4 separate regions of the Sus scrofa genome follow, and all the other regions are linked to region 3. Evidence: chromatin contacts called from public HiChIP or PLAC-seq and promoter capture Hi-C data. All regions are on one chromosome and are shown on one strand. The core of a region is the stretch at or near the end of the contact, and the rest is flanking DNA. Distances in the headings are between cores, read along the strand shown.

Region 1 (6,048 bases), core at 2,050-4,549, 93 kb before region 3:
GCAGCACAGCGGGCTCACCCGCAGCCAGCTCCACCCCCGCCTGGGCCTCCAGCTCAGCCTTGGACCCAGCCAGGGGGCCCCTGAGGACATCACCCCCTGCCCCGTCCATGCTCAGCACGCGGGCATGAGTTTTGGCGCTGGCAGTACTAGGCGTCCGCTGGGTCCCATAGGGCCGCTTGGGGGGCACAGCAGTCCCCTCCTCAGCCCCGTGGGGCGCCCTTCGTTTCCGGGGTCCCCCCGCTGCACCCCGAGAGCTCTCGGGAGAGTAGCAGGAAGTGGAGGAAGAGCTGTCGGTGCTATAGTGACGCTGGGACCGGAGGCTGGAAGCCGGGCTCAGTTCACTGCCCTCGCTGGTGTCGTCGTCCTCAAAAAAGCCCCCGCCTTCGAGCAGTGGCCGCCGAGGGGCACGGCCAGCCGGGGAGTGTCTTCGCAGGGGCGGCCGCCGCTTGCTAGGCCGCAGCAGGGCCAAGTCCTTGGGCCGCACAACCAGGAGCGGCTCAGCCGGGCCTGGAGGCGTCCCTGCTCCTACGACTGTGTCAAAGGAACGTAGTGTGTCGTCTGAGGGGACCCCGGCATCTGGTGAAGCGGGCAGCTCGGCCTCCGAGGGTGGGTCTGTATCGCTGCCCTCGGGGGCCTGCCCGCCGGGGGGGCTGTCCAGGTGGGTGGAGTTGGTCTTCTCACTCTTGAAGCTGCTCAGCGTCTCGCGGTCAGTGCCACTGAAGCAGGAATCGGAGGAGCCGGCTTTCTGGGGTGTGGGCTCCCCGGAGCCCCGCCGGTCCAGGGGCTGGTAGCCACCCGCTCCCCGGCGTTGTTCCCGTCGACTGCTGGTCCTCACCAGGGCCCGGTCAGGCCGGGTCAGGGTCAGGAAGCTCTTGCTCAGCTCCTGGCTGAGGCTCCCCTTCAGCAGGGGGCTCATGGGAGTGTCAGCCACGCTGCTCCCGCTCCAGGGGGCTCCCTCTCCAGCCAGGGGAGACCGTTCTGAAGAGTCCGTGCTGGGGAGAGATGGGTCGGGGGCAGCCCCTGGGGGCGTCTGGGGAAGGTCTCCAACTGTCAGGACAAAAGGAGACATAAGAGAAGAGAGTGGAATTCCATAAAAGGAACTGGTGGCGAAGGGGGTCTTGCGGTCCCTAGTTTGAGAGCCCAGCTGGAGCAGGACCCCGAGAAAGCCCCGTCTAAGAGGACAGAGAGAGCGCCGAGGGAGCAAAAGCTGGGGTGACGCAAAGACAAGACCCCAGTCTTTCCCTGCGCCCCTGCCCATCGTGCCCACTCACTTAGTTTCTCCTGGGAGCTCAGCTTCAGCATCTCTCGGTCGGCTGAGGTCACAATCACGTTGTTGCTGCCCTGCTCCCGCACCAGCTCCTTGATGTCTGCAACCACAGCCCCGGAGGCGTCAGCAGGACCTCGAGGCATCTACGCGCCACTCCCTGTTCTGCACCGCCACCTTCAGTCCTGAAGGGAAGCCACCTACCTCGGAGGGGCCCAGAGTCCTCCATCCGGGGAAGCAGCTCCTGAGCAGAGAGAAAAGGATGAGGGAGCAAACAAGGCAAAAAGTGGGCTCAGGACGGGCTCCCAGGAGAAGAGAGGGGGAGGCCGAGGGCCAGAGCCACTCACCGAGACCTGGTTGAAGCCAAACACGGAATGCTGAGAGCTACAGCGTACAGGGGGTGTGGAACTCACTTTCCGAAATACTGTCATCTCCACTCCGGGGTCCCTAGCAGTGGAAAAGGAACATCAGCTTTGAGCTGCCCTTTTCTCTTCATACAGTTCGTCCTCCGCCATCCCCACTGCTTCTCCCTCCACAGGGATCCCCCTTACAAATCCAGGGCCAACACAAAGAACAACTGGCCGCTCGCTCATGAAGCCAAGGTTCCCTAAGCCCCTTCATTCTCCAATGCTCAGGCCCAGGCACCAAGACTCCGCCATTCCCAGCATAGGCCCTGCCCCCGCCTACCTGGGCAGACTGCTGTCCCCCTGGGCAGGCTCTTCCTCTGGGTCCCCCATGGTAGAGTTGCGCTTCTCCACAATCTCGCCCTGGTCGAACATAGCATGCAGCCGATAGTTCACAGTCTTGATGGTAGCGAAGATGACAGCCACCACAAGGCAGTACACACCAGCCACCATCAAGCTGGGGGGCAGGACCTGGGGGCGGCAGCAAGTCAGGTCCCTCTTCACACAGCCCTGTCCCTACCACCTACCACCACAGTCAGGACTAGGACACACAAATTCATTAAACTCCATCACGCCTGCCGGCTGCTAATACAAAGACCCTGCGAGGCAGCCCTATCTCCAGCATAACTGGAATGAGATTAAGTGAGATTCAAGGTCACCCAGGCCAGGGAAATTCTGGCCTCTCTTCCACACACTCCAGACTCCGCAGTGAATCCTCTTCCCACACCCCAGCGCCCCAGCCACAGCCCAGAATCCCTGCCAGGTTGCACCCCTTCGTGACATCTGCCCTCCCTTTCCCCGGCACGAGTTACAGGTGGCCGCAGCATCTCACCATATACAGCAAGAAAGGAAAGGTGAGCAGGAAGATCCAGACATAGAGATGGAAGCAGTTGGAGAAGGTGCTCTGGTGTGGGTCGAAGAACCAACCGCCGGTGAGCGAGGCCCACACCCCCTGGCGCAGGATCTGCAACACCTGCGACCCCATGGCCCCGCCGCTGCTGCGCGCGCCCCCCTCCCGGGACCCTCATGGGGGCGGCCCCCGGCCCATGCCCCGCCTGGCGCCCGAGGGCCCCGGGGCCCAACCTCGCGCTCACGCCATGGCCTCCCCCAGCGGGGGAGAGGGGTCGGTGGGGCGAGGGTGCGGGCAGGGGGCGGGGCCGGCCAGGGCAGTCAGTGGTGCGAGACCCAAGAGCCGGGGTGGAGCCGCATCAGGGGTGGGGTCCAGGCCCCCACCCCCGGCCCAGAACTGCTCCTAAGGGCCGGACCGGCGGGCAGGCGCAGGGCACGGGCCGGGCACCGGTCGGCGGCATCCAGAGGTGGGCGTGGGGTGGGTGCTCCGGGGGTGCAGACGACGGCTCCCACGGTTCCGGCCCGGGGAGAGCCCCGGGACCCTGAGGTCCACTTCCGGGGTCACAGGTCACTCGCTTTGGGCTCCGCGGTCGCCCCGCTTCTGCGGGAGCCGACCCAAGGGGGAGGCCGGAAGAAGGAGCCGCGAGCCGCCAACCTGCAGTGGCGCATGCGCCCGACGAGACCAGTTGGGACCCGGAAAAGGAAAACCTTTCGGCTCGAATGCGCAAGCGCAGGGAGGTGGTGGACCGATAAGAAGCGGGAGAGCCCGCTGGGCTTGCGCAGCTGAGGAAGGGACGATCCAAAAGGCACAAGTCCTTGAGCGCATGCGCACACCTAAGCGATGCCAACCTAGCCGCGATCACTGGGCGGAACGCGAGGGAAGAGTTACTAGAGGCGAGGAAAAGGATGGAGGCGTGGACACCCCTGGGGGCTAAAGCCACAGTTGTGCGCTACTGGAGCAAGCCCCTCTAGGTGCGCCCTTTTTAGCGCTGGACGTCAAACGTCACGAGCGGCCTCTACTTCCGGGTCAGAGCTCAAACTCAGAGTGTAGAGAGAACAGGCAGGACTAGTCGAAATAGGATAGTGTCGTTTTTCTTAAAGTGACAGGCTCAAGGCAAGGGGGTCCGTCGCGCGGTTGCGAGAGCGATTTAGCTATTCCAAGTGCCATCACTGGACAAATTTCAGGAGCACAGTCTCAGGTTTCCATCCCTTCTTGGGAAAGAGGCATGAATTGTTTCCCAGGTGAAGGGAAGCAGTAAATCTTAGACAACGCGTTCCAAGAGCTCCAAGTGCAGCCAGTTTCGTCCTCCATTCTTGCCTACCCCCACTGCCAGCTCTGCAAAGCGGAGCTCCTGGCCCCAGTTTCAGACATGAAGAGAATGAAGCGCAGAGAAAGGGTCACACGGCCCTGCAACTTCGGAGCCAAGACCACACTCGGGTTTGCCCCTCTTCCAAGCCAGGATCTTTCCCCCAGTTTTACAGATGCAGACGTAGAGGGCGGGGACGGTCCCTCCTTAGCAGAAACCAACCTCGACCTTAAACCTGTTGTCACGGGAGGTGGGGGCTACGGGCTACACTTCCTCTCCTTCTGCCTCTCATTGCCCGCCTACCCGGTAACTCCCAGACCAAATCGCCCTGCAGCCTCTGGGAGGGGAGCGGTGCTACCCGCCCGCGTCATCTGATGCTGTTTCCTGCAGGAGAGAGAACAGCGGAAAAAAGTGAAACTCCACCCTCCACCTCTGCCTCCCGCCCCCGGGGCCAAAGTACAAAGGGAGGAGGAAGAAGGGAACGGGGTTGGAGCCATCGGGTCGCGAGAGCTGAGCCAGGAAGAGGCAGCTCAACCTAGAGACACTCCAGCCACCCCCCTGCGCAGAGACCCAACGGGAGTCCAGGCACTGCCCCTCGCTGGCCCCACCTTTCACTTGGCGGGTGCTGGAGCTCGGCTCCCAGGACTGCTCTGGACTGAGGGACGCCCGGGCCCCTCTGTGCCGGCCATGGTGAGACATCGGAGGCCCTGGGGGTCCACCCCCCCAGCCTGACCACACTGCTTCCCTAGGTCGCCCTCCTCCGGAAGCCCGAGATGCGGTGGGCCGGGAGGCGACACTCCTGGCTCCCCAGAGAGGCGTGGGTCTGGGGCTGAGGGCCAGGGCTCGGATGCCCAGGTTCCGGGACTAGGGCCTCGGCCGTCAGCAAGGGTGGGGACCGGGGCACCCAGGGAAGGTCCCCCACACCCGCCAGTGCCAGCTCCCAGCTATGGAGCCCTTGAAGAACCTCTTCCTCAAGAGCCCCCTGGGGTCATGGAACAGCAGTGGCAATGGGGGCAGCGGGGGCAGTGGCAGCGGAGGTTGGCCAGAGGGGTCCCCGAAGGCTGCAGCTTATGCCAACCCTGTGTGGACAGCCCTGTTTGACTACGAGCCCAATGGGCAGGACGAGTTGGCCCTGCGGAAGGGCGACCGAGTGGAGGTGCTGTCCCGGGATGCAGCTATCTCGGGTGACGAGGGCTGGTGGGCGGGCCAGGTAGGTGGCCAGGTGGGCATCTTTCCGTCCAACTATGTGTCTCGGGGCGGTGGTCCCCCCCCCTGCGAGATGGCCAGCTTCCAGGAGCTGCGGCTGGAGGAGGTGATTGGCATCGGTGGCTTCGGCAAGGTCTACCGTGGCAGCTGGCGGGGTGAGCTTGTGGCCGTGAAGGCAGCTCGCCAGGACCCCGATGAGGACATCAGCGTGACAGCTGAGAGCGTGCGACAGGAGGCTCGGCTTTTCGCCATGCTGGCACACCCCAACATCATTGCCCTCAAGGCCGTGTGCCTGGAGGAGCCCAACCTGTGCCTGGTGATGGAGTATGCTGCCGGTGGGCCCCTGAGCCGTGCCCTGGCTGGGCGGCGCGTGCCCCCCCATGTGCTCGTCAACTGGGCTGTGCAGATTGCCCGTGGAATGCACTACCTGCACTGCGAGGCCCTGGTGCCTGTCATCCACCGAGACCTCAAGTCCAACAACAGTGAGTTCGGGGGAGCGTGGCCGGAGGGTGGCATGGCCCAAGCAGACAGCTGCTGCCGGCTCTTAGCTGAGCCGACCCAGGGGTTTCCTAGAAGTGGCAGCTCCTGCCCAGGATTGTCTCAGGTCCCTGGGGGGACCCGTAGGCTCACATCAGTGCCAAAGCAGGAACCCCAGGCACCCAACAGAGCCCCAGCAGGAGTCCCTAACCCCAGCTCACAGCTGCCAAGTTAAAAAATGGGAATCTCGGAGTTCTTGGCGGCTCAGTGGATCAGGGATCTGGCATTGCCAGGGCTATGTCTCTGGCGACAGCCGTGGCCCGGGTTCGATCCCTGGCCTGGGAACTTCCACACACCACGGTCTCTCGGGCGGACCATAAGCAACCTGCCTACCATACATGGCCACTAGCTCAGGGGAGGCGAGTCCTGGGCGCTGGCACCCCTCATCTTCAGGGAACTCTCTTGAGGTTCACATGCACCCACAGTAAAGGGGCAGCTTCTCCAGAAGAGAAATCTCAAAGGGGCAAGCCCCCCCACTGTG
Region 2 (6,094 bases), core at 2,461-4,960, 82 kb after region 3:
CCCCTTTGGGAGGTGGATTCCAGGGGGAAAAGGGGAGACGTCCCCTTTTCTTTCACGGGCCCGGGGAATTAGGGGATGGGTAGGGGAGGTGGCTTGGGAGCTGCCCTCTCAAGAAGAAGGGACCGCCCGGGGTTGCCTCAGGTCACCCTTTCCCGAGAAATCCGAAAGAAGGGCCGGCAGAGCGTCTGGAAAATTCCAGGCGGCGGCGGCGGCGGAGGGATCTCTGCAGAGGACGCATCACTCCCGGGAGAGGGGGTGGGGGGGCGCGTGACTCCTCGTGATCGCAGGTGACGTCAGCGCCAAGGCGCGCGGGCGGGGGCGGGGCGGCGTCAGGCCCGCCAGGCTGGAGCCGGGGCCCCTCCGGAGGGGAGTGGGCACTGTTGGCAGGTTGGCAGCTGGGCTGCCTGTGGAGAACCGCACCCGCAGCTGTGCTTAGTGTCTGTCTCTGGTTAAGAAGCCCTGTTGTGATTTTTATTTTTAAAAGTTAATTAAAACGTTACATTTCCCCCCCCATTGCCTTTTGATAACTTGAGGGGCATGTATCATGGCTTTGTTATTCTCAGTTAACCAAGGCCTTGGAGGTTTGAAATGTTTCATCAGAAAAGATGTTCTTGTTGGGACAGAATACTTTATGATTATTCATTATGTAATAAATGGAAAAAGGCAGTTGCAAAGTAATGAAAAGCAAGATCTTGTTTGTGCAGAAAACAACACACGTGTCATTTCTTGGCCATCTGTTCCCAAGGGTAGAGATAGACATTCAATCCCGCTTTACTTCTGGATTGGGAAGTGGGGAAAAAGAGTTTTTGGAAAAACTAGTTTGTCCAGGCCAGTTTGCAGTCTGTGATGGGGGCCTGTTTGAGGACTGCTGCTGGGGAAGCTGCCTGCTGTCTGCCCCCAGGGAGTAGGCCCCCAGGCTGGGTCTCCTAAAATAAGGCAAAAGCAAGCCAGGCACGCTCTGATCCCCTCAGGCCCTCCCCAAGGGCCTGAGCGCTTGGGGAGAATTTCAGAATTGGTAGTTGGCATTTCCTGTGCCAGTGTGGGGCTAGAAGAAAGAGGAAGGACAGCTCCCCTCCCACCCCCCGTATGGCCTCCTTTCAGCCCTGGGCCCCTTCAGCAGGGCGTTGGAAGGACAGTGGTCAGAGTAACCAGAACTGGGAATGGCTTCTCTGACCAACTCCTGCCAGAGGTCGCCTCCCAGAATACCCTCCCACACCCCAGCAAACTGCCTGTGATGACAGGCTCCCTTGGCAACAAGGGGAAGATTTTTTTTCCCCCCTTGCCTCTGCAAGATGGCATCTGCGGGTGGGGCAGGCCAGCTGCCACACCCGCCCTGTGTTCTCAGAAAACTGGTGACTCTCATGTGACCCTCCTCCCAGAAGGTCAAGTAGGTGACAAGCCAGGGCTTGTTCACAGGACTGCTCAGGGAAAGATTCTGGCAGTTTGCTCTTCCCCAAGATCTTCCTCATCCGTCTCATCCTGGCAACATGTCCAGGGGTGGGTCGAGGAGACTGGGCCTGAAAGAACAGTGTGGAAAGAAGGACTTGCCTGTCAGAATGTTCTAGAAAGGCTGGGAGGTGTGTGTAATCCCAAGCAAATGCCTTCCCTGCTGTGTCATAGTGCCAAGCTGTGGGCTCAGCCCTTTATTTATCTCCTAGGCGCCTGAGAGGAGGTAGTCACTGCGGAGTGGCTTGCTACTTTTTTTGGCCACGTCTGCAGCAGGCAGAAATAGCTGGGTCAGGGAGTGAACCTGAGCCAGGGCAGTGACAACGCCGGATCCCTAACCCACTGTGCCACAAGAGAACTCCTGTAGCTTGCTTTTTTCTCTCTCTGGTCTAATTACCTTCCTCATCCACACGTCATTCCCAAATCCCAGGAACAAACTGTATTAGATTGTATTTTTCAAAAGAGCAGGAGTAGGTGGAATTAGCAATGCACAAAGCATTAGGATTCTGCGCTGCTTAGGACTCTCCAACACGAAAGGAACTAAGGCCTTCCTTTGTGCCCCTGTGTCTGGAGGGGTCCCACCACCCACTCCATTTTCAAGGATAAATTGGCACAGTGTCCATGGGCCCTGGCTTAGAAGCTCTCCGGGCAGCATGGCTAGCTTTTGTTGGAGCTGGATTGTCTCTGAGGAGGAATGAGGGTAGAAAGCCACACAGGGACCTCTCTGTCCGGCCTTTGGGGCCAAGGCTGTCCTTACAGTGAGATGGACAAATGGAAGGCTCGGGTCCTGCCTCTTTCTGCAAATAAGGCTGAAAATACCTCGGGAGTATTTTTACAGAGAGGAGGGCAGGGCAGCCAGTGCGTCAGCAGATTTCTCCTGAGCAAAACAAGCTGTTCCAGGAAACGGCAGTAAACAAGAGAACTTTGGTCCCTGGGTGGGGCTGGGTGATGAGAGGCCTGCCCCACCCGGGGGGTGGTTGAGACCTGCTCTTCCTGGGGCAGTGCCCTGAGGGGCTCATGGCTGGGGGGACGGGGGGGGGGGAGGACCCCTTGGGCAACATCCGGATTTCAGGGTCAGGGCCAGGGCTCCAAGTCCTTTCTCACAGCCAGGATTGCCTTCCCTTCTCGTTCTGAAGCCTGCTTAGTTTTGTTTTCCTGAAAACACATCAGCCCAGGACGGGTCCCAGGAGAGAGAAGAGGGGCGAGAAAGGGCTGGTGCTTTAGGGTCAAGATGGGTAGGAGGGTGATGATATTGCTGCCACCACTAGAGAATGTGCCAGAACCCTGCTCCCGTCTCTCACAGGCCCAGTACTAGAGCTGTGGCCTCCTGGGTCACCTTGGACTTGTAACGGAGCAGGACCCTGGGAGGCCTTCCCAGAATAGACCCCCACTCATCTCCTCCGCTTGCCTTTTTAGCTATAGAAAAACTTGAACGAACCAATTTAATCAGGGAATGAAAAAAAAAAAAAAAAAAAAACAAAGAAAACAGTAATAACAGCTCAGCCATTCAACAAAGTCAAGGACCTTCAGTTCCTCAGAGACTTTAGATAGGAGTTCCTATTGTGGCTCAGCAGGTCAACAACCAACTAGTACCCAGGAGGATGCAGGTTCAATCCCTGACCCCGAGCAGTGGGTTAAGGACGTGGCATTGCCGTGAGCTGTGGCTGAGGTCACAGACTTGGCTCAGATCTGGCGTGGCTGTGGCTGTGGTGTGGGCCAGTGGCTGCAGCTCTGATTTGACCCCTAGACCGGGAACTTCCATATGCTGTGGGTGCAGCCTTAAAAAGAAATTAAAAAAAAAAGAAAGATAAAGAAAGAAAACCAAAGCCTATAGATAATATTTTGAGCCATGACCCTGGAGCTGTTTTGCAGGTGCTGAAGCTCCCACCGTTTGGAAGAAACCACCTAACTCGATGCTGCCCACAGCACGTAGACCCCAGACCCGATGGAACCAGCACGTTAAAGCTGCCGACTCCCAATGACCTCCCCACCCACCAATCAGGAGCATGTCCAGGAGCTGACCACGGCCGGCTCCTCGGACACTGTAGGACTCCTCACAGTCCCCTCCGAGGGCGGCACCAGCCTGCTGTGTGTTCCCTCTTTGCCTGGCAGTTAAAGCTGCTTTTTCTGCTTCCTCCAACTGTCTCCGTGCTTCTGTCTGGCACTGGTGCCGAGATTTCGACTCTCCCCCTCCCAGGAGCCCCTCGGCCTGGGCCTCTCCCTTCAGAGCCCCAGGGCCCGGGTTTCAGGGCCTGGGTAAGGAAGTGCACAGTCACTGCGTGCTGGCCGGGAGCCCTTCCTGCCCTGGCTCGCCTCCCAGCGGCCCAGCGGGAACAACCCGGACCTCCGCCCAGCCCCCACTGGCCTCTCCTGCCCTGGCAGGAAGCTGGGCCCCAGCCTGGTCTGGCCCACCCTGCTGCAGGCCCCCGGGCAGGCCCTTCGTCAGCTCTCCAGCCGGCTTTCCCTGTTCTCACCTCCTCGCTTTAACAAAAGAGTCTGCCTGGAAGCACTTAACCCAGTGGCTCTGCCTGGAGGTCACCTTCCCAGTGAGACTCCATCCCCACCCCGTCCTGCTGGGACGTGAGCTCCTCAAGGGAGGGCCTTCCGTCTGTTTGTCCTCCCCTGGGCCTCTGAGCTGGCAGTCCCCGAGACGGCCCTGGCGTGGAGCGGATCTTGATAAATGTGTTGACCAAACAGTTGTGCCCACTGTGAGGCTCTCGGTCAATATTTGTGATGTTTCTGGGCTGATCGGAGGAAGGAAATGAGTTCCCAGGTCAACAGCAGGCCCACAAAACAGGTGGCGGGCCCGGATCTGGGGTCCCGTCCACCCCGGACTCCCAAGTCAGGACATATGGAGAGGGTGGTGGGGTCGGGGTGGGGGGACTGCTGTTCCCTGTGGCCGGGGGCCCAGCAGCTCCCAGGAAATGGCTGGTGCAGCTCAGGGAGACAGGGGAGCCTCTCTTGGCGGACGTGGCAGAAGGCGTTTGAGGGGGAGGGTGTCAGGGGTTGGTTCTCCCGGTTTATAAGGCAGAGGAGGAAGTGGGCCAGTCCACCTGCATTTCCTGCTCTCATTTTGGGAGCCCATGTGTGTCCAAAAGAGAGAGGGACAGGAGTTCCCGCTGTGGCACAACGGGATCCGGCAGTGTCTTGGGAGCACTGGGTCTCAGGTTCCATCCTGGCGCAGTGGGTTAAGGATCCAGCATTGTTGCAGCGCAATTTATGCTGTGACTGCATCTTGGATCCGATGCTCCCTGGCCTGGGAACTCCATGTGCCTTGGGGAGGCTGGAAAAGGAAAAAAAGAAAAGGCGGGACAGGCAGGGAGGTGATCCTGTTAGGAGGGGGCTCTCATATGTGTGACCTATGCCTCCTCTGGGGTTCCAAGGGCCCCCCAACTGGGAGCCCCCTGCTTCTAGCGCCAGGCCTTGGGCGAGCCGTGGCTCCAGGAACTAACTGCAACGCCATCAGTCGCCTTCATCCAGCTCTTTGGGACGCTCTGCCGTGTACAGAGGCATCAGGGGGGCCCTGGTGCCCAGCCCCGCTCCCCAGCCTTGCACGAGCCGGCCTGCTGCCTGGAGCTCACGTTGCCCTTTTCCTGCCAACTCCTTCACTGGCTCATGGTCGCCTCCCTGTGTCCAGAAAGCCCTGCTCACCAGACTCTCTTGTCCCCCCTCCCGAGTGCCAAGCACCGACGGGGAGCAGCAGGAAGGCCTGTGGAATGAGGTACCCGGTCCCACAAGCCTTGCCTCCCTGGACCACTGTCGCCCCACCAGTGGCCCCAGACGTCCTCGGGCAGGCCCCCTGTTGCTGACGGAGCAAGTCCCAGCTTTGGGGGGCCCCACCCTTTGGCCCGTGTCCATCTCACCAGCCTCGCCGCAAGCCTCACCCACCAGGAACCTTGGTGACAGCTCCTCTGGGTGAGCAACCTGGTGGTGCTGAAAGCCGCCCCTTCCCAGGCCTAGGTCTGCACAGCCCCCCCAGGGACCCTCTCCTCCCAGGCTGCCTGCAGCCCCCCACCGGAGCTCACTTCTGCTGGTGTCCCTGAGGCTGGAAAGGTCCCCAGGCCTGAGCCTCTCTCGCCCCCACAGTGACCCCACTGGAGCACGGGTTGTTCAGACCACCCTTGAACCTCTGCCCTTTTCTGTTCTGACTCCCCTAGACCTGCCCAAGTGGCACCTGTGAGAGACCCAGGTGGTGCCGGGGCTTCTGTGGGCAGCGTGAACCCCTGAGGGGTTCATGTGCCCCTGGAGGCTGCCGACCTTGAAGCTGTGGGGGAGGCCTTTGCTCCTACCAGCCCGGAGCGTCAGCGGTCACCACCCCCTCTCCACCAAATGCCAAGATCAAACAGGCCGGCGACATGGAAGTCCTGGGAAGAGCTGGGACTGTTATTATTCTCCCACTTGCACATTATACCCGTGACGAGTAGAGTGAAATAGCTGCGGGGAAGGGGAGGATAAATGAGGAGTCTGGGATTAACATATACGCACTCCTATATGTAAAACAGAGAACCAACAAGGACCTGCTGTATGGCACGGGGGCCATGCTCAATATTTTGTAGTAATCTAGAAGGGAAGAGAATTCGAAAAAAAATATATACATAATAATATTATACATAAACTATATATATTATAAATACATAAGTTATATTAT
Region 3 (5,641 bases), core at 1,442-3,941:
CCCCGGGTACCATCCCCGTGCCTCCCACCTTCACACTCTTCAGGTCTCAGCTCAAATCACCCCTAAGAGAGCCCTTCCCTGAGCACCCCACCCTCACTCTCCTGGCCTTATCCCCATCCCAGGAAGCACATGTTTCTTCCTTTATGTTTTCTGTCCCTTTCTCCCAGTGAGATGGAGGCCTGGTCCAATTATCCTCAGCTGGATCATCCTTGGGGGGCAGGGGTCTGAGCCTGACTCTCCCTCCCCACCCTGCTACCCACACCACAGCCCAGCATCAGGACAGGTCTAGAATGTAAGTGTGCAGTTAACAGGGGGCCAGGAGCAGACACTAAGCTCCTACTAGGGGCCAAGCACTATACCACGCACTTCAAACTCACTGACTCCTCACCAAACTTCTTTGAAGTAGGTACTATTATTGGGACTGAGTGTCAGCCAAGGGAAGTCACACATAAATAACAGTTGGAGCCAAGGTTTAAGCACAGAGAGCCTAGCTCTACAGTCTGTGCTCATCTCCAAGGGTCTAATTCTCAGGGGGCCTGAAAAGTGGGTGGTGGAGACTGGGTGAAGAACGTCGGGCCAAAGCCCACAGTGGGGCAGGGGGCTCACCTGAATCTCTTCCAGGAAGAGGTTGGTCTCCACAAAGCGGTTGTTCATGAAGCCTCCAGGCGCCCGGCAGTTCTGCAGGAAGCGGGCTGGGTTGGGACGAACCTTGGGGTTGGCTCCGACCAGCTCACAGTAATGGGGCACCAGTGATTTGGGGATCTGTGGGAGAAGCAGCAAGGTCAGGGCAGGGGCCACCTGGCTGGCGGACAGGGGCTGGGGTGGGGTCAGATATTCACCTTTCCAGGGTTTCGCAGGGCGGCTGCACGAGGTAGGGGCCCATTGAAGACTTCCCAGATGAGGCAGCCCAGGCGCCACATGTCGGCTGACCTGAGGCAGTGACCAGAGCTGCTCAAGGCCCAGCCACCTGCCAGCATAAAACTCCAACCTATGCTGAGCACCAGGCACTCACTGCATGGCAGACCCTGTGCTCTGTTCCTCAGCTCATCCTCCCATCAGCCCCGAGAAGTAGGTTTCATCAGCCCCATTTGACAGATAAGGAAACTGAGGCTCAGAGAAGCAAAGACACCCACCCCGGGTGACACAATTTTCAAATTCAGAACCACCTAACCCCAAAGTCTGTGTTTATCCTGCCCTACTTCCCTGAGGATCCTCGGAGCAAGGAGTGGGCCCACCCTGAGGACCCTGGTCCCCTCCCAGCTGGGCAGCAAGGGACAAGGGAGTGACATATAATCTAGGGGGCCCGAAGCTGCAGGGGCTTCCAGAACAGGGCAGGTTGGGGCATGCCGCCCCCAGTCACCCACCACTTCTCTCTGACTGCTTTGCCACTGCCATCGGCCAACTCTGGGGGATCGTACTGCTCAAGTTCGGGGACCCCCTTGCGGGGAGGACCCCCACCATTGCCCTGCGCCGAATACATGTAGTCCAGGCCCCCAAGCTTCCACTCCCCAGCGCGGTCCACGAACACAGCGGCCATGCAGACATTATTGTGGATGAGGCTGCAGTCGTTGACCAGGAAGCTGAGGGCTTTCTGGGGACAGAAGGAGCCATCACAGCCCTGTACCTGCAGCCCCCCCATCCCTGCAATCATCACCACTACCCCCCCACCTCACCACAATTTGGTGTAGCCCCCAGGAGAGCTCCATCTCCCTCAGATCACCAGTCTCTGTTCGAGCCTTGAGGTACGCTGCCAGCGGGGTCACAGCCTCCGTCACCACGTGGAGGCATTTTTCTGTCTGAAGAAGGACGTGGAGTATCAGCGCAGAGTGGAGAAGAAGCAGGGGGATGAGAGACGTGATGGGGACCGGGTGGAGAAGGGGAAGTCAAATCTGGGGGTTACTGGGGCAGGGGGCTGGGAAGGGGCAGGAAGGCAGGAGCAGGAGACTGGGAGAAAGTGAGGGGCAGAGACAGAGCAGACTGAGCGGCCGGTAGGTACCTCCAGCCCATCGATGTAGGCCAGGATGTTGGGGTGCCGGAGAGTTTTGAGGCGCTTGAAGGCGGCTTTGGCCACCTGGGTTTGCTCTTCGGCGCCGGGCTTCACATCATAGACGAAGATGGACACCGGGCTGCCTGTGGCCTGGGGCAGAACAGAGGGGCCTCAGGGGTGTGGGCCGAGCCCCAAGCTGACCACTCCATCTCCGAGATGGTCCCCGGAGCTAAGTACCGGAAAGGAAGACCCGCCGGCCGGGTCTCCCCCCAGGACAGCCCTTGGGGACTGAGTCGGGCCCACGTAACCCCGGTTGGGTGCGCCTGTTGGTCCCTCGGTCCTTCCGCCCGCCACGTCGGCACTACCCGTCCCCCTCCCCCGGCCCGTTGCCCTAGAGGCTCCGCAGCCACGTCAGGCGGGGCGCGACGCGGCGGGGCCGGCGGCGCTGACTAGGCGAGACCGAGGTCGGCCGAGGCCTGCGGAGCGGGGCCGCGCTCACCTTCTTGCGGCCGCGGTGCAGGGCCCAGGGTCCGGGCGGGCTGCCCTCGGGAGGTTCCGGGCTGAGCTCAAACGGGAAATCCCGGACCGGGTCCCGAGCAAAGAACCACATCGTCCCCGCCGCCGCCGCCGCCGCCGCCGCCGCCGCGGCCTCGGGCGCTTCAGCTCCGGGTCCTCCCGCTGCCCGAGCCGGGGCGGGGCGGGGCGGGGGCGGGACGGGGGCGGGGTCGGCCGTGGCGAGGGCGGGTCTGTGTGGGCGGGGCCTCGTGGGGGCGGGGCTGGTGGGCGGGGCGGGGCTGGTGGGCGGGGCGGGGATCCGAGGGCGGCAGGTACTGGGGAGACCAACCCTCCTTCACCCCCTGCCCTGGCGGATCACCCAAACTCTCAGGGCCTCTGTGTCTTTATATCTAAAATGTGGAAAGCCTGAGAAGGGACAGAGGATAGGGAAACGGAGACAAGGAGGCGGGGAGATGGGGAGACGCCAGAGGAAATCGTCAGAGAGACAGACATGAAGGGGTGCAGGGTTCAGTGAGGAGTGAGGAAGAGACTTAGAGAAGATGACTCTCCCCAAACCAGACGCTCTCCCACACCAGCCAGTGGGCACCTCCAGGATGCGGTGAGGATCAAGTTGGTGGAATGACTGAGTGACCAGGGAAGAGGCACAAGGAAGCAAAGCCGGTGAGAAGGAGCGTGGGTGAGAGGCAGAGAGGGAAGCAAAGGTCCTGAGGAGGTCTAGGAACCCTGAGACAGGGAGAGGGGACCTGGGGAGGGGAAAGGCAGTGACCCCAGGAAAGAAGGGTAGGAGGAACAGCCCAGCAAGTTCAGAAGAAGCCAGGAGGCCAGGAGGGGCCCCTGCTCTCCTGGGCTCAGTAGAACTGGCTCTGTGTCTCCAGGGTCAGCACCTCCAGACCCCAGCACCTGTGCAGATAGGGGCTGTCAGTGGCAGAATGGTGTCAACAGCTCAAATGCCATTCATGCTGGAGGAGACCCAGCTCCTTAGCTGGACAGAGCCCAGCATCCAGGAGGGGCTGGGCTGGCAATGGTTTCTCCAAAAGTAAGGTCACGTTCATTACAACACTATTTACAATAGCCAAAACATGGAAACAAGCTAAATGTCCATCGACAGAGGAGTGGATCAAGAAGATGTGGTACATATACACAATGGAATATTACTCAGCCATTAAAAAGAACGAAATACCAGCATTTTTTGCAACATGAATGGACCTAGAAACTATCATTCTAAGTGAAGTCAGCCAGACAATGAGACACCAACATCAAATGCTTTCACTCACATGTGGAATCTGAAAAAAGGACAGACTGAACTTCTTTGCAGAACAGATGCTGACTCACAGACATTGAAAAACTTATCGTCTTCGGAGGAGACAGTTTAGGGGGTGAGGGGATGTGCTTGGGCTGTGGGATGGAAATCCTGTGAAATCAAATTGTTATGATCATTATACAACTACAGATGTAATAAATTCATTTGAGTAATTAAAATAAAATAAAAAGATTTTAAAAAATAAAACAAAACACAAAGGAAATTAAAACTTGTTCATCACTATGTGTCAAACACTGTATCAGGCAGTTCTGCACACAGTAACCCACTTGGAAGTTACTTGGCCTCTCTGTGCCTTATTTCCTTGTCTGTACAAACAAACCTCCTGGTGCTAGAATTTCATCAGTACTGTTTTTTTAAAAAAAGAAAGAGACTGAGGTTCTATATGCAAGATACTCAGAACAAGGCCTGCAACTGAAAGTGCTCAATAAATGTGAGGAGTTTATTTCATTCAAAACAAAACAAAACAAAACAAAAAAAGGTCACATGGAACCCAGGGTTGGGGACAGTCTTGCAGCTGCATCCTACAGAAGATGGATGAGATGCTGGAATTAATTAGGAAACATCTGGCTGGGATGCCTTTGGGAGCAGGTTCAAGGGCAGGGATGCCAAAGTCAGTAGGCTGGGTTCACTGGCTGTGGAGACTCACCTTACCTGGGAGCCTCGGTTCCCCCATCTGTAAATTGGGGTGGACGGTGCCCTGTGCCTCACCTGACACCGCTCCTCAGCAGTGACTCGTTCTCCCTTTTCTTGTTCAAGTACCCATGCAGGATGCTGGGAGGAGGATCCGACACAGTGGGGGCTGTTCAGGGCAGAACAAAAATAATAACTAGAGAGCCTCCTGTGGCTTCACTAGGAAGACGGTGACCACATCGGGAGTAAGGGAGTTCCCGTTGTGGCTCAGCAGGTTAGAATCTCACATAGTATCTGCAAGGATGTGGGTTTGATCCCTGGCCTCGCTCAATGGGTTAAGGATCCATGTTGCCACAAGCTGTGGCCTGGGTCGCAGATGTGGCTCAGATCCAGTGTTGCCATGCTGTGGTGCAGGCCAGGAGCTGCAGCTCAGATTTGACCTCTAGCCTGAGAACTTGCATATGCCCCAGGTGAGTCCCTAAAAAGAAAAAAAAAATTGTGATTATGGAACTGGCAATGTGGGCGCGTGGGTAGCATCTTGTCATGGGAGAAGACCAAGCAAGGGGCTTAAATGCCAAATTAGAGAGTCTGGAATATTACCCCTTTACTGAAGGGTGAACCACAGCCTGAGCTGTGTGTGTGAGTGCAGAATGCTGGCATGTGGCAGGCAGGGTGGGGTGATGCTTTGGGGTGGAGGTCATGGTTAGGGGTGAGGGCCTGTGAGCACAGGGTTTACGTGGTGATGTTTAGTGAGGGACACATTCTCTGAGCACCTAGCACATGTGAGGCCTGTCCAGTGCATGGGGCTGAGCCTGGAGAGGAAACGAGGGCAGGAAGGCCAGGGCCATCGGGCTGGGGGGAGACCTGGGAGTCCTAGGACACCGAAGAACAGCAAGGAGGTACAACAGGCTGGGCAGAGGACCCCAGGAAGAACAGTTACAAATGAAGAGACAAGAGTTCCCATCATGGCGCAGTGGTTAACGAATCCGACTAGGAACCACGAGGTTGCGGGTTCAGTCCCTGCCCTTGCTCTGTGAGTTAACAATCCCACGTTGCCGTGAGCTGTGGTGTAGGTTGCAGACGCGGCTCGGATCCCGCGTTGCTGTGGCTCTGGCGTAGGCCGGTGGCTACAGCTCCGATTGGACCCCTAGCCTGGGACCCTCCACATGCCACGGGGAGCAGCCCAA
Region 4 (5,812 bases), core at 1,294-3,793, 110 kb after region 3:
CACCTTCCCCTGAGAAGACAGTGGCCAGAGGTTCTGGAAGTTGCCTCCTCTTCCCCACTGGTCAGCGCCCTCCAATCCTCCCACCCTGGCCTCTCACTGCCAGGCCTCACCCAGCAGAGGGGAGACGAGCCAGAGCGCGAAGGCATCCAGGGCGATGTCCGGGAGCTGCAGGACTTCACGGATGGCACGATGCAGCTCGTGGGCGCTGAGCGAGGGCAGGTTCTCCACGGCCAGGGGCACCACCGAGTCATCCGCCAGGTACACCAGCACGTCCGCTGCTGCAGTGAAGGCCAGGCCGGGTCAGCTGAGCCCAGTCACAGGCACAGGCCTGCCAACCAGGCACCCTCCACTCGCCCCCAGCCCCGGGCTGCAGCCCCCACCATATAGTCCTGGGCTGACCAAGGCTGCACCTCGAGGCAGAGGCCCAGGATCCCCAGAGGATCCTGGAAGAGTGCTGTCTACGCAGACTTCCTGGAGACCCTCAAACCACCCCAGAAACCCAGCACCTCCAGCCCGGGGACCAGCCTAGACCCAGCCTAATCCCCAAAGGTTAAAATGAGGGCCGGCCACTGCATCTCCTCCCACTCCCCTGGCAGCCCCAAGGACTCTGGTGTGCTTCTCCGCTGAGGAGAACAGCCTGCAGGTGGAACTGAGGCAGAGATTGGCTGAAGCCATCCCGAGGTTAGAGGTCAAGCAGGGAGGGGAAGAGCTGGTGACCCCACTGTTCTCCTTCTGCGAGTCACTGTCCCACGCTAGCCCAAGCTAACATGGAGACAGAGGCTTCCCAAGGCCACTCCAAGGTGAAGCAAGTTCCAGGGCTCAGCTTTCTTCGCACTCTTCAAGCCTCGGGACTCAACATGTTGGCCTTTCCGGTCAGAAGGAGCACAACCCAAAAAGCTAAGTGTTCCTTGTGACAGCCAAGAGAGACCTCTGCAAGAGCCGTCATCTCCAGCTCCACTGCTGGACCCGCAGGCAGCATGAAGGAGCACTGTGCTTGGAGGCCAGTATCCCAGAGTTCAGATCCTAGCTGGCCTCTGGCTAGTTGACTGACTTCAGCACGTCAGTTAGTTGCCTCATGTGCAAAATACGGCTAATACCCCTCCCCTCACAGAGTGGCTGTGAATCAAAAGAAGTGAAGCCTGGAGTTCCTGTCGTGGCTCAGTGGTTAATGAACCCGACTAGGAACCATGAGGTTGTGGGTTCGATCCCTGGCCTTGCTCAGTGGGTTAAGGATCTGATGTTGCCATGGGCTGTGGTGTAGGTTGCAGATGTGGCTCAGATCCTGCGTTGTTATGGCTGTGGTGTAGGCAGGCGGCTATGGCTCCAATTCGACCCCCAGCCTGGGAACCTCCATATGCTGAGAGAGTGGCCCAAGAAATGGCAAAAAGACAAAAAAAATAAAAAATAAATTAAAAAAACAAAAGAAGTGAAGCCTGTGAAAGGCAAAAGCACAGTTTAGTTTACCATCCACACAGGTGAAGGTGTTCGTTTGGATCCCCGGTCTGCTTTGCTCTAACAGCTACTTTTTTGAGAGATCCTAACACAGTGCCCAGGTCATAAAATTCAGACCTGCTTTTCAAGCAGGGAAATCTGGAGGAGGGAAGACTCCAGTATCCTGTGACTTAAACTCTCTAGGGCCCAATTTCCTTCCTATAAAATGTAAATAATGATCCCTGCTTTCAAAAGGCTATTTATCAAAGAAAGTGCACGTCATTTTTCATCCACGAGCTTTCACTTGAATTTCATGGCCATGTAACATTTTAACAAGTGAGGAAATGGAGATTCAAGAGTCCCCAGTTTGATCGGTAGCCTAGTGACAAGAGTCCAGGTCCTTGGACTGACGTCACTTTTCCACACCTCAACATAACTTATTAATTAATCAATAAGTAAGATTCTCTTTAAGGAAAGCGATGACAAGCCAGGGCCCCTTCTTCAGGGCTGGGGTCTAGGGGGGTATGGCGGGGAGGAGATGGGGGACTGAGACCCACCTCTGGCTCCCATGGAGGAGACACTGCTTCGATGCGACCGATCAGCGGGGCCGGGCTGTCCGGCATTGCCTTCCGTCCCGTCCATCTGCAGAGAGAAAGAGAAAAAGCAATGACGGGTGGATCCAGGGATGGGGTGCTGGGTCCCTCCAAGTTCCCACTGAGGAAGGAAGGGGGCCCGAGCTGATCTATGAAGGTAGAACAACCGGGGCTGGAGGCACTGTGAGCAGATTAGCGGGGTGAGGGGTGGGGGTCCTCAGCCAACTCGAGGTGGGGGCTGACGGAAAATCCAGGACCGCGGCGGTCAGAAGGGTCAAACTCGGTGCGCCGCGGTGCCCAGGCAAGGCACGGCGTACCCCCGTCAGGCGCGGGGACCCGTGCAGGGCGTTGTCGAGCTCTCACCTCGCAGGGACTCAGTGCCCGCCGCCTCAGCTTAGGTTCCTGTCCTAACTCTGGTCCCTAACTGCCGCTCCCGCCTCACTGCCGGCGGGAACTCAGGACCCCGCTCCGGCTCCAGCTCCCAGGGCTGCAACGCGGAAGCTGAGACGTAGGAAGCGCCGTACTCACGGCCCCGCCTCCCTGAGCCGCGGGAGCCAATCGGAGCCCGGGCTTCCGCGCACGCGCCCTGCCTAGTCCCCGCGCGTTCTCGCCCCCCCCTTGTTCACGCCCCCCGCTCCCGCTTTTGGTCACACCCCAGTGGTGTGGCGGTCGCGTTGGGAAACCGCACCACCACCTACTCCAGTGACTGGGGGCGTGTGACACCACACACACACACACACACACACCCACACACACACACACACACACACACACACACACCCACCCACGAATGTTGGCCTGTAACAGTGTGGCGAACTGTCAAGGCAGTCGGGGCGCGAGCTCTGGCGCTCACGCGTGTGACTTTGGGCCGGTCCCCTCACCTGCAGAAGGAAGATGCTTCATGGGGGCGTATCAGGAATTCACACTGTGCTTGGAGGGGGTGTGTCAGGGACGCACACTGCTGGGCGCTGGGTAAAGGTGATACAGGCAGCCGCCGGTACTGCAGTGCTTTGAGGTCGAGAGGGATGGTCAGGAGATAGGGTCCCTGTCCTGACTCATCCTAGACAAGCCCTTCCCCTCCTGGCCTCAGTTACCTCTTCTGTAAAATGGGAATGACCGCCTCCCATGTCCTCAAATTATGTGTCAGAAATCCAGGCGAGGCACACTTGCGATTCCGGGGAGCAGTCACATGAGCCTTCGCTATCTTGACACACAGCCTGGGACACCTTGCGGCATTCCCAGGCTGGGAGAGGTGTGGGGGCCCTGAAGAGGCAGGTGTGAAACTACTTATCCCCAGGGTCATGTCACCAACATGTCCCGGCATGACCAGCATGTGTGTGCCTGAGGTGTAGATCTCAGGGGGAAAAACAGGTCCATGAGGCGCCTTCCTGATCCAGAGGAGCCAGAGGTTGCCCCAAGTGACAACAATGGGCTGGGGATGAGGAAGGTGGGCGGGGGTGGGGGGGAGCGGGTTCCACTGGCACTGATTCCCCCAGGATTGGAAGGCAGCTCCAGCTCCTAACCCAGTCCATTTCTTCAGTGTTTGAAACAGCCCTTTGCCTGCCCCCAGGCCCCACACTGCCTGACCATTGGTCCCTTATGTCATGATTTCTTTCTTCGCCTGAGCTGTGAGAACAGGCACATCCCTCTGGGTTCTCAGCTCGGGGACAGGACGCAGTGGCTCGGTGGCCTCCCTAAACTGGCTGGACTGAAATGTGAACCCACTTCGGTGTCGTTGGATGCTTACTGGGTGTGGGGCCTGGCCTAGGGCAGGGGGTGGAGGTCTGGGTGAGACACGGCCCCTTCCCCGCAAGAAGCTCGTGTTATGGTTTCACTGGGGAGTGGAGAGAGAGAGGAGAGAGAAAAAAGCACAGGAAATGCATGGTTAAAGCTACATAAAATGAGGGACGGTCCCGTCGTGGCTCAGCAGAACCAAATCTGACTAGCATCCATGAGGACGCAGGTTTGATCCCTGGCCTCGCTCAATGGATTAAGAATCCGGCATTGCTGTGAGCTGGGATGTAGGTCACCGATGCGGCTTGGATCTAGCGTTGCTGCGCCTGTGGTGTAGGCCAATGGCTGCAGCTCTGATTCAACCCCCATCCTGGGAACTTCCATATGCCTCAGGTGCAGCCCTAAAAAGACAGGAAAAAAAAAAAAAAAAGAGCTACATAAGATGACAGAATTGCCTGAAGAGCTAGAAAATGCCACAAGCAGGAAGAGCAGGGTCCTTGGTTCCTTGGCACCTACTGTGTGGGAGGCCCATTCCCGTGTTCCCTCATGTCACCCTCATCGACCCTGTGAGTGGAAATAAGAGTAATAGTAGCTGCCATCTGTGGAGCGTGTTCAACGTGCTAGACTCTTTTCTAAGCGCTTTAATCCTCATACTAAGAGGCGCATATTCTGTCCTCATTTTATGCTGAGAAAACAGGATCAGAGAGGTTTGATAACCAAGCTGACATCTGGCAGTATGTGTGGTGGTGGTGAGGAGCCTGGAACCCAGGTCCAGAGAGGAGGGGCCCTGAAAGACATTCCTGAAGCGGGAGCTCCGGGAGCAGGCTTTGAACTTGGGGAAGCCTTGAGAAATCAGAAAAGAGCAAGTGAGGGAGTTCCCATTGTGGCTCAGTGGGTTAAGAACCTGACTAGTATCCATGAAGCTATGAGTTTGATCCCTGGCCTCACTCAGTGGGTTAAGGATCCGGCATTGCCGTGAGCTGTGGTGTAGGTTGCAGACATGGCTTGGATCTGGCGTTGCTGTGGCCGTGGCGTAGGCTGGCAGCCACAACTCAGATTAGACCCTTGGCTGGGAACTTCCATATGCTGCAGGTGTGGCTATAAAAAGAAACAAACAAAAAAAAGAACACAGCAGGTCCTAAGACGGGGTGGCCCTGGCGGCAGTGGTGGGGAAGGGGGCATGAGCACCAGGGGGAGGGTGTGTGGCGGGTTTGGCAGTAGGTGAGGACGTTTTGCAGGTTGTGAGTAGTCAGCATCCAGATAAGAGCTCTGTTCCGCCAGGCAGAGGGTAAGCTGCTGGCACCGGCAGGAGGAGTGGAGAGCTAGCCAGGGCTGGGGCTGTCCTTCTGCAAGGCTCGGAGGAAAGTCAAGGGCAGGGTGTCCCTTGAACTGGGGAGGTGTAGCGGGGCTGGAGCAGAGAGTGGGGCCCTTCTGACATGACAGGGCAGCCTGAAGAGCTTTAAGAGCCAAGAGGCCTTAGCCGCCTCGAGCTGCTGGGCTGGTCCCTTACTTTTGCCCATCATGCAGCCCCGCAGAAGGGATTGCCCAGCATCACTTGGGGAGAGCAAGCTGCAGGACGGGGACTACAGCCCAGCACTCCAGCAGAACCCAGTGCTCGGGAGGGACTTTGGGGGCAGCACAAGGAGTCCCAGGCAGCTCCGGGGGGAGGAGGTCAGAGATGGAACCCTGCTCCCTGGAGCCTGTCCACCCACGAGAAAGTAGTGGGCGTGGATACCGTGTGCTTTGGCAGCAGCGGGAAAGGAGAGGGGAGAGTGGGACTTGCCCTTGGGCATCTGAGGTGTGACTAAGAGCCGCAGTGAAATCTGGACGGGCAGGTTGGGGACATTGGGGGAACTTTATATTCTTTGGGGCCCTCTGGAGATGAGGACAGAGAAGTGGAGACCCAGGGCTGGCTGCCAGGTGGTCCACGAATGCTGGTCCCTGATTTGTTCACTCATTCATTCCTTCAGTGAATTTTTTTTTAGGGCCACACCCTCTGCATATGATAGTTCCAGGGGTTGAATCGGAGCTGCTGTGGCTGCCAGCCTACCCTA

Evidence for each region. Promoter capture Hi-C pulls out the DNA fragments that hold promoters and counts their contacts. HiChIP or PLAC-seq counts read pairs in DNA pulled down with a chosen protein or histone mark.
Region 1: a contact with region 3 is called in an H3K27ac HiChIP or PLAC-seq map of alveolar macrophages. The contact joins the promoter of MAP3K11 here to the promoter of SCYL1 in region 3. A contact is called at or near these places in 3 of 47 Hi-C or Micro-C datasets (fetal heart ventricle, liver and skeletal muscle) and 1 of 2 datasets of contacts at active chromatin or transcription factors (alveolar macrophages).
Region 2: a promoter capture Hi-C map of fetal liver shows a contact between it and region 3, with 4 times the contacts expected there. The contact joins the enhancer-like site here to the promoter of SCYL1 in region 3. A contact is called at or near these places in 2 of 5 promoter capture datasets (fetal liver and fetal skeletal muscle), 29 of 47 Hi-C or Micro-C datasets (adipose tissue, alveolar macrophages, blood and 14 more) and 2 of 2 datasets of contacts at active chromatin or transcription factors (alveolar macrophages and skeletal muscle).
Region 4: an H3K27ac HiChIP or PLAC-seq map of alveolar macrophages shows a contact between it and region 3. The contact joins the promoter of FRMD8 here to the promoter of SCYL1 in region 3. A contact is called at or near these places in 1 of 5 promoter capture datasets (fetal skeletal muscle), 4 of 47 Hi-C or Micro-C datasets (embryonic fibroblasts, epiblast stem cells and liver) and 2 of 2 datasets of contacts at active chromatin or transcription factors (alveolar macrophages and skeletal muscle).

The regions. Positions count from the first base shown.
Region 1 is chr2:6,636,762-6,642,809 of Sscrofa11.1, forward strand. MAP3K11 (mitogen-activated protein kinase kinase kinase 11) reads left to right here and starts at 3,300. Exons shown (of 11, transcript XM_021082851.1): 1 at 3,300-3,489; 2 at 4,215-5,512. The coding sequence starts at 4,771. PCNX3 (pecanex-like protein 3) reads right to left here and starts at 3,172. Exons shown (of 34, transcript XM_021082830.1): 1 at 2,501-3,172; 2 at 1,952-2,139; 3 at 1,612-1,711; 4 at 1,469-1,508; 5 at 1,272-1,367; 6 at 1-1,047. The coding sequence starts at 2,653.
Region 2 is chr2:6,811,926-6,818,019 of Sscrofa11.1, forward strand. No RefSeq gene overlaps it. Among named protein-coding and RNA genes, the nearest start is that of FRMD8, 29 kb to the right of the region's middle. Within about 2 kb of position 3,711, at least 57 of the 83 cell types and tissues checked have an H3K27ac peak or open chromatin away from gene starts, as enhancers often do. A contact at or near this core is called in adipose tissue, alveolar macrophages, brain and 9 more, where this site is marked.
Region 3 is chr2:6,730,786-6,736,426 of Sscrofa11.1, forward strand. It overlaps SCYL1 (N-terminal kinase-like protein), which reads right to left and starts at 2,692. Exons shown (of 18, transcript XM_003122558.5): 1 at 2,487-2,692; 2 at 1,997-2,137; 3 at 1,674-1,796; 4 at 1,365-1,591; 5 at 840-930; 6 at 607-762. The coding sequence starts at 2,597.
Region 4 is chr2:6,841,398-6,847,209 of Sscrofa11.1, forward strand. It overlaps FRMD8 (FERM domain-containing protein 8), which reads right to left and starts at 2,544. Exons shown (of 10, transcript XM_013994099.2): 1 at 2,388-2,544; 2 at 1,989-2,073; 3 at 111-278. The coding sequence starts at 2,073.